Regions from separate parts of the Rattus norvegicus genome. Here region 1 is linked to region 2. A link is a contact called in public Hi-C data. All regions are on one chromosome and are shown on one strand. Each heading gives the region's core, a stretch centred on a gene start, on an enhancer-like site or on the middle of the called end of the contact. The rest is flanking DNA. Distances are from core to core; before and after follow the strand shown.

What was found. Hi-C and Micro-C count contacts between places; a contact is called where the count stands out from the background.
Region 1: a Hi-C map of liver shows a contact between it and region 2, with 2.9 times the contacts expected there. The contact joins the enhancer-like site here to the promoter of Inpp4a in region 2. A contact is called at or near these places in 4 of 12 Hi-C or Micro-C datasets (Schwann cells, frontal cortex, liver and 1 more) and 1 of 1 datasets of contacts at active chromatin or transcription factors (oligodendrocytes).

What each region holds. Positions count from the first base shown.
Region 1 is chr9:47,084,119-47,087,470 of GRCr8, forward strand. Inpp4a (inositol polyphosphate-4-phosphatase type I A) reads left to right here. Exons shown (of 26, transcript NM_031002.4): 2 at 2,489-2,550. Among named protein-coding and RNA genes, the nearest start is that of Inpp4a, 61 kb to the left of the region's middle. Within about 2 kb of position 1,928, at least 9 of the 93 cell types and tissues checked have an H3K27ac peak or open chromatin away from gene starts, as enhancers often do. A contact at or near this core is called in Schwann cells and liver, where this site is marked.
Region 2 is chr9:47,022,800-47,026,635 of GRCr8, forward strand. Inpp4a (inositol polyphosphate-4-phosphatase type I A) reads left to right here and starts at 1,693. Exons shown (of 26, transcript NM_031002.4): 1 at 1,693-1,811.

The DNA.
Region 1 (3,352 bases), core at 678-3,177, 62 kb after region 2:
GGGGATTTAGCTCAGTGGTAGAGCGCTTACCTAGGAAGCGTAAGGCCCTGGGTTCAGTCCCCAGCTCCGAAAAAAAGAACCAAAAAAAAAAAAAAAAAAAAGCATCGAGGATACTTCTTACTAAGGCATAACACCTACCTGTGTATGGCACAATGGCTTGTCACTCACAAGCTCACCCAGGGAACCTGCATCCCAGCTGAGGACAGAATGTCCTCAGCCCAGGTGCCACTCCCACCTTTGTAGTGGACACCCAGCCCTACATGATCTCTTTCTGACTTCACAGCACGGATTTTGAGCCCTGTGCCTGCCTGTACTTCATACCAGTCAACTGCCCCGGGTGTGGTTGCTTTCCCAGTAACTAATCTGTTTTGTTCTGTACATTTTACAGATGTTGAACTACTCTTAATGTCTGTCACTGCTCTAAAACATCTCCATGGTGTGTGTGTGTGTGTGTGTGTGTGTCTGTGTCTGTGTCTGTGTCTGTGTCTGTGTCTGTGTGTGTGTGTGTGTCTGTGTCTGTGTCTGTGTCTGTGTCTGTGTCTGTGTCTGTGTCTGTGTCTGTGTCTGTGTCTGTGTCTCTGTGTCTGTGTCTCTGTGTCTGTGTCTCTGTGTCTGTGCGTATCTGTGCACACATGCACGCTGGTGTATGTGTGTGAGAGAGTGTGTGTATGTGTGTGCGTGTGTGCATATCATATATAAATGTGCCTTTCTGTTTCCCATGTTGTGTCCCTAATTGTATCCCATGTTTCAGATGGGTCACATGTGCTACTTGGGAAGGGACTTACAGCTGCCCAGCATAGCTACACCATCTTTCTCTAGCCCAGCACAGCTGGTTCTAACCCTCCTACATCCTTGCCAGTTCTTGGCTCACTCTTCATCACTGTAGCTATTTAAGTGGTAGTTTCAAGCCTCATGGCTTCAGTTGATCTTGTGCATGACGTCTGGGTGTTTTAGAATGATTATAGCGGGGGTTGGGGATTTAGCTCAGTGGTAGAGCGCTTGCCTAGGAAGCGCAAGGCCCTGGGTTCGGTCCCCAGCTCCGAAAAAAAAGAATGATTATAGCGTCTCATTGGTGTTCCTGACTGTATTGTCACTGGGCACTGAGATTGATTCTAGTCTCCATTATTTACAATAAGCAGTTTTGGTGCATGATTCTTTTCCTGTTTGATTGCTTGCCATGGTATAGAAGGGCCCAGGTCTGCCAGCATTATATATTTTGGAAGAACAGATAGGTGGGTCAGGTGGAGTTAGTGTTACTTTGCTGGAGTTTGATGGGTTTATAAAATATTGTACACACTCCTGTTTCATGACTCCTTCCCTTGATGTTTGTATCACCCAGGAGCTTGGTCCACTCCTACTGCGTCTGTCACAGATTTCAGGAGTTGTCCTAGCTTTGTCCTGCTACTGTGACACATGCACTGACAAGAAGCAACTTAGGGAAGAAAGGGTTTCCTTGCCTTACAGTTCAAAAGTCATCACCCTGTAGGCTGGGGTGGGGATAGTCAAAGCAAGAGCTCAGGCAGTCTGCTGGCTGCATCACACCCACTGGCAAGAGCAGAGAGAAACACGTGCGTCCATGCTCAGGGACTGCTTTCTCAGCAGCTGGCTTCACTTGTAAGCAGCTCAGGACCCGCCAGTGGGAGGTGTGAGACATTACACTGCCCACAGTGGGCTGGGTCAGCTAGCCGGCAGGACTGCTTGCCACAGACCAACATGAGCTAGATAATTCCTCGGCTGAGACTCTTTGTGACATGACCAGCCACTGAGGTAGTCCGAGCTTTCTAAGTTTCAATATTTGCCTTGCAAATTCTTGGATAACAGCACTGAGTAACTTCTTCCTTTCAGCAGTTTCTAGAGTGGCTCCCCAACCAGTCTATGAGTCTGAGGCTCATAGGTCAGAAATCTTTGGCTGACCCAAGTGGGAAAGTTAGGAGCACAGCCTGCAGAAGGACATGATCAGTTCAAGGTCTGAGTGCACTGCCCTGCTGTGCTCTCCTGCTCACTCTCACCAAGTTGGTGGGCTGGGCCCCGAGTCTTGCCCTAACAGCTCATGGCTCCCTGGCCTGAGTGTTCCATTTTGCAGGGAGGAACCTGCTCAGCCTGTAGTGATGGCAGGCGGGGGCCCAGTGGAGCGCACTGAGCCCGCTCTCACTAACATGCATTTGGCTCTCACTGTGAGAGCAGTGCAGCCAGCCTCTCAGACAACCAAGAGCAGAGTCTCAGAGCCGCACTCCAGCCCTCCTGGGGTCTGTGCTGTGTGAGTGGGCAAGCCAGGACCCAGCTTCTCTCATTTTCTCCAAACCACATTTCCTGCTTGGATCTTGGGGCAGGCCCAGACTCCCTGGCAGATACCCCTTGGCGTGTAAGGGAATGCGCATCTTCCTCTCTCAATCTTCGGAGTGAGAAGTTAGAGGAGTAACTGTTGACTGTCATGCTCTGGGGAACTTGATATTGGTGAGCTCATCAGGTTGTTCTTTTCTGTCTCTAGATGATGGATCTGTTTGTCCTTCCGTGACGCAATGCCATGTAGTCCAACGGCAAGCATGTATGGTAAGTCACTTGTCAAACAGACTTGAGCGGTAGCCCGGGTCTAAAGGTGTGAGCAGGAGGTGGTGTGTTTGGGTCTATGGGCACTTCTGAGAGGGTTCTCTTAACAAGGCTCTGTTAGCCATCCTAACTTGTGAAGGATGTTCCCTTCTGTGGTACACGGGGTCGGATAAACCTGAAAGTCCCTTCTTGCTGTTGAACCTGAAGCAAAGTGGGAGGTCTGCACTAAGCTGGGCCAGCATCATTCACACTCAGCTGCGGGGCTTTCTGTCACAGCTCCTTCCATCCCCAGCATGCTGCTCCCTGGTGGTTAAGGGTAGATTGTCACCTGACACTGTGGAGAAAGCTTGAGACTAAAACACAACGGAACTTGGTAGCTGAAGGGAGTAAAAATCAGGCTGAGGCTTCAAGCTTTGTCTGTTGCTCTGGACAGCAGAGATCTTCACAGAGTCTCTGTCCTTCTAGCAGAGGTTGTGCTGTGGGATTGATGGAAGATTCTGTGAGACTTGCCAATAGAAGAGAGCTCGAGAGCAGTAAGAAACGCATGAATGCATCACTCTATGACTACAGTTAGGCTGTCTTGTTTTGCAGCCTGTTTTGGTAGAAGCGCATCCTCGGGTACATCGTGTAGAGGGCGGGGAAGAGGAAGATAGGAGAAGGTGTCAGACATCCTAGCCAGATTCCACCTGTCACGAGACACTGCTCTTAGCATCTCGACAGGGTTAGGTCCTGCTCTCTTTCCACAGGAACCGTCTCTCCATCATCAGCCTCTAGACTCTCACTAGTGTTTGCTCCCATGTCTCAG
Region 2 (3,836 bases), core at 443-2,942:
TGATTCAGGAGGACAAGATCTACTGTAGGTGGTGCCACCCCAGGCAGCTGGTCCTGAATTCTATAAGTAGCAGGCTAAGCAGGCTGTGAAGACTTTCAGCTCCTGGCGTTTGCTTCAGTTCCTGCCTCTAGGTTTTTTCCTGCCTGACAATCGACTTGTAACCTGTAAGCCAAATAAACCTTTTCCTACCCAAGTTGTTTCTGGCCAGTGGTTTACCTCAGGAGAACAGAAAGCAAATTAGGACTCCGGCCATAAAATTTATTATCTGATTGTGGAATGCTTTTGAGAGTGAAAGGGGGGTTTCTGTTAATAATGTTACCAGAAGAAAATCAGCTATACTGAAGTCACTTGAATTTTAGAAAAAAAAATAGGACGATATTTTTAATTTTTACAAGCGTGTTTGAGTTTCTTGGTGTTTGGTCTTAGGGTTAAGGTTCAGTCAATATTTTCTCCCGCTCATCTGAAATAAAAGCATTTGGTAATAAGTTACTCTTTAGAAGATAAAAGTGGGTGTGGCGGTGTGTACCTGTTATCTTTAGGGCACAGTGGCAGGATCATGAAGAGATTGCAAGAGATAGGCAGCCTCAGCTACCTAGTGAGTTGGTGACCCTGTTCAAAAAAAAAAAAAAAAAAAAAACAAAAACAAAAGCAAAAGACAATCCCCCCTAAACCAAATCAAGACAGAACAGAACAAGCAACAACAACAACAACAAAGAAGACAAATGATGGATGAAAAAGCTGAAAGGTGTTTTTGTTTAGTACAGTTAAGTTTCCCTTCCTCAGGTAGAAATGTTGTTTCAGCAGAGTTAACACACAAACATCAGAGGCAGGGAGACCCTGTCTCAATGGAAATAAACAAATAATACAATAAAATTAAACAAACGTATCTCCTGAAAGTTCTGACTGGTCTTCCTCCCTACAGGAAAATAGAATTTTGTGGAGGAAGTGTTAAGGACCGTTTTTTCTTGGGTAGTACAGGTCTGGAAGCAAGTGTGTTCAAACGATTGCAGCGCGTTGACGGCCATGCCTACTGAGTGATGGATTAGCTACACCTGCACTTCTGACCTCCACTGCCTTTCTGGAATCACTTGTTCCCTGGGCAGGAGCCTCAGGGCTTGTGAAGGTGGAAAAACCTCCCACTCCTGGGTGACATCACAGGAGAGGGGTGGGACCTTATGGGAGGAGCGGCCTCCCAAGGGCGGAGCCAGCGAGGAGGGGGCAGGGCGTCAGTCAGGGAGTGGGGCGCGCATGCGCGGTGAGGGGGCGGAACCGGGGCGGGGCTGTGTGCCGTGTTCTGAGAGAAGGTGGTGGCAGGATTCGGGCTGCCAGGGAACGGCGGGTTCGGGTCTGGGGTGGACGCCACTGGCCGGAGCGAGCCGGCCAGAAAACAAGTCCCGTCCAGTCTTCAGGACTGGGCAGCAGCCGGCGGGGCGGAGGCCAGGGTGCGCGGCCCGGAGGACGGAGGCTGGGACTGAGCAAGTGTCCGGGCCAGGGCGCGCCAGGTAGGTGGGCCGAGCTGGGCCGTGCTAGGTCCAGTGGTGCCGGGCTTAGCAGAGCCAGCTGGGTGGCTGGGAGCTGGATACACTGGGGATTTGGCCGGGTGGCGCCGGCGGTTGTCATGGCAGTGGCACAGCCTAGCGGTTCTCTGGCCGCGTCTTTGGAGCGCGGTCTTAGACTTGCGGTCCCCTTGCCGCGGGCTTCTCGGGGAGCTCTGTGATGCTCTACATCGAGCCTGCCGGCAGCATCTCTACTGGATCCCACAGGCATCCAACGCTGGAGGCCTCGCGGTATCTCGGGTGTCAACACACCGGGTAAAAATAAACATGCGTCTTGGTGGAAGACACCGACTCTGCGTCCTCCCAACTCTTCGAGCATTTTTCTGTCCGCACATCATCCAAGACAGGATCTCCCTCACCTTTGCTTTATGTATTTTATATTCTTCTGGCTTTCCTAGTGAGCGAATTGAGGCCTGAGAGGTTTGCAGGGATCTGTGGTCGTCTTGTGCAAAGCCAGTCATGAATGTGTAGGCCACGGAAACACTCAAAATGTCAGACACAAATTTATATCTTTGTGGGCGAAGGGAGGGAGCGTTGATGGGCCTTGGTTTCTCTTGCCCCTTGTCGCCTGCCCTCTGACATTACATAATGGTGGGTTCCTCCGGGCTGGAGTTGTCAGTTCATGAAAATGACTCTCTGGGTAAGAAGGAAGTATTGGCCATTGTAAATCTTTGCCTCTGAATGTGTTTGGTGTTGAGAGATTGCCTAAGAGTAGAATGTGATTTGTCACCTGCCAGTTAGGGCCTCTGAGCCAAGGGTATGGGGGTGGGGTGGCATGGAAATTGGGGTGTTGCAGTGATATTCTGCTTGGTTCACTCCTGTGCCCCGTGGGTTCTGTGGACAGTAGGGACATCACAGGGCTGGGGACACAGCAGGCTGATCTGGGAGTAAATCCTGAAGATTCTGTCACTTGCTAACTCAGGTTCTCAACGCCCTCATCTGTAAGAAGTGTCAACAGAACCTCATTTGCTGAGTTTGTTTTGAAATCCAATTGCCGGTGTCAGGAAGCGAACAGTTAGCTATAGGCTGTCCTACTTAAGCCTAGTTGCTTGATGAAGATGGGGAATTTTTTTGCTTTGGATCTGGGCTAGGGCCCTTGTTTGGGGAGTACATTGACAAAAGGCTTCTCCTGGATAATTTGGTTCTTTGAAGGGGACTGGTGCTCATTCGAGGAGGTCTGCCTGTGGTGGTGTCAGGAGATCACAGTGTTCCCCGGGTGGTGCTGCGTGTGGACAGTGTTGCCAGGAGGTGTTCCCTGTCTCTTGTCCACATGATATAGAAAAGAGTCAAAGTCACTAGGATGGTCCTCATAAAGACTGGACTTCCTTGAGTGGATGTTGGGTAAATATAGAGAAACCTAGGGCTGTGTTCCTACTGTGAGAGCATTTGTCATCCTTCCTTAACTGGTCTCTCTGGCTACTTTTCCTTTCAGAATCTGCTTAGGTAATCCCTGACCCTCAGGCAGACTCAGTTTAGGCTATACATTGTAGTTTATTCCATTGTTTTGGAAACTGGGTACTTTGTAGCATTGCTGTTAAAAGATCAATATTGGTTGTCAAAAATCACCTTAAGGAAGTAACACGGGAGCTTTGTATGCATGATGCTGCCTACTCTGGAGAATTCTCAGTCAGCCCCTGAATGCACCAAAGGAAGGGACTAGGCAGCGCTGGGGACCAGCATCCATCTCCACCAACTTCCACTAACTTCGCCACTAACTTCCATCTCTACCCTATGGCTTAGCCGCTCAAGAACTCAGAGTAGAGGGGAGACTTTCCATCTGGGCTGTTTTATCTTAGTTTGGCATTTTAATGAAAAACTCCTCCTCAGCTCCATTTCCAGAGAAGCTCTCAGCATCATCAACTACTTAATGGTGTCAGGAGGCTTCGACCCACACTGTAAACGGCACAGTTCTGCAGCTGGATTATCTCAGGTTGTTCGATTGATGTTCGAGAGACTGGTCCTGGGGGCAGAGGCTCTGGGCAGAGCATGATAGGGAGACGGTATTCACTCCTTGGGGGTTTGCTTCACTTTGCCTGTCTCTCTGTGCTTAAGCAAAAGAAAAGGCTATCATGAACCAGTGCTTAGAAACCCCTGGACTGCTCCCTGCTCTCTTAACTAGTATAAAATATTTTAGATGCCCTTGGTCCAGATTCTCCTAATGTTAGCATCTCACTGTGTCTCTGTTAACTTTCTCTCATGGTCATGTTCTCATGGGGTAGAAGGAGGCTTCAAGATAGGGTTTCTCTGTGGTGCCTTGGCTGTCCTGGGACTCACTGTAGA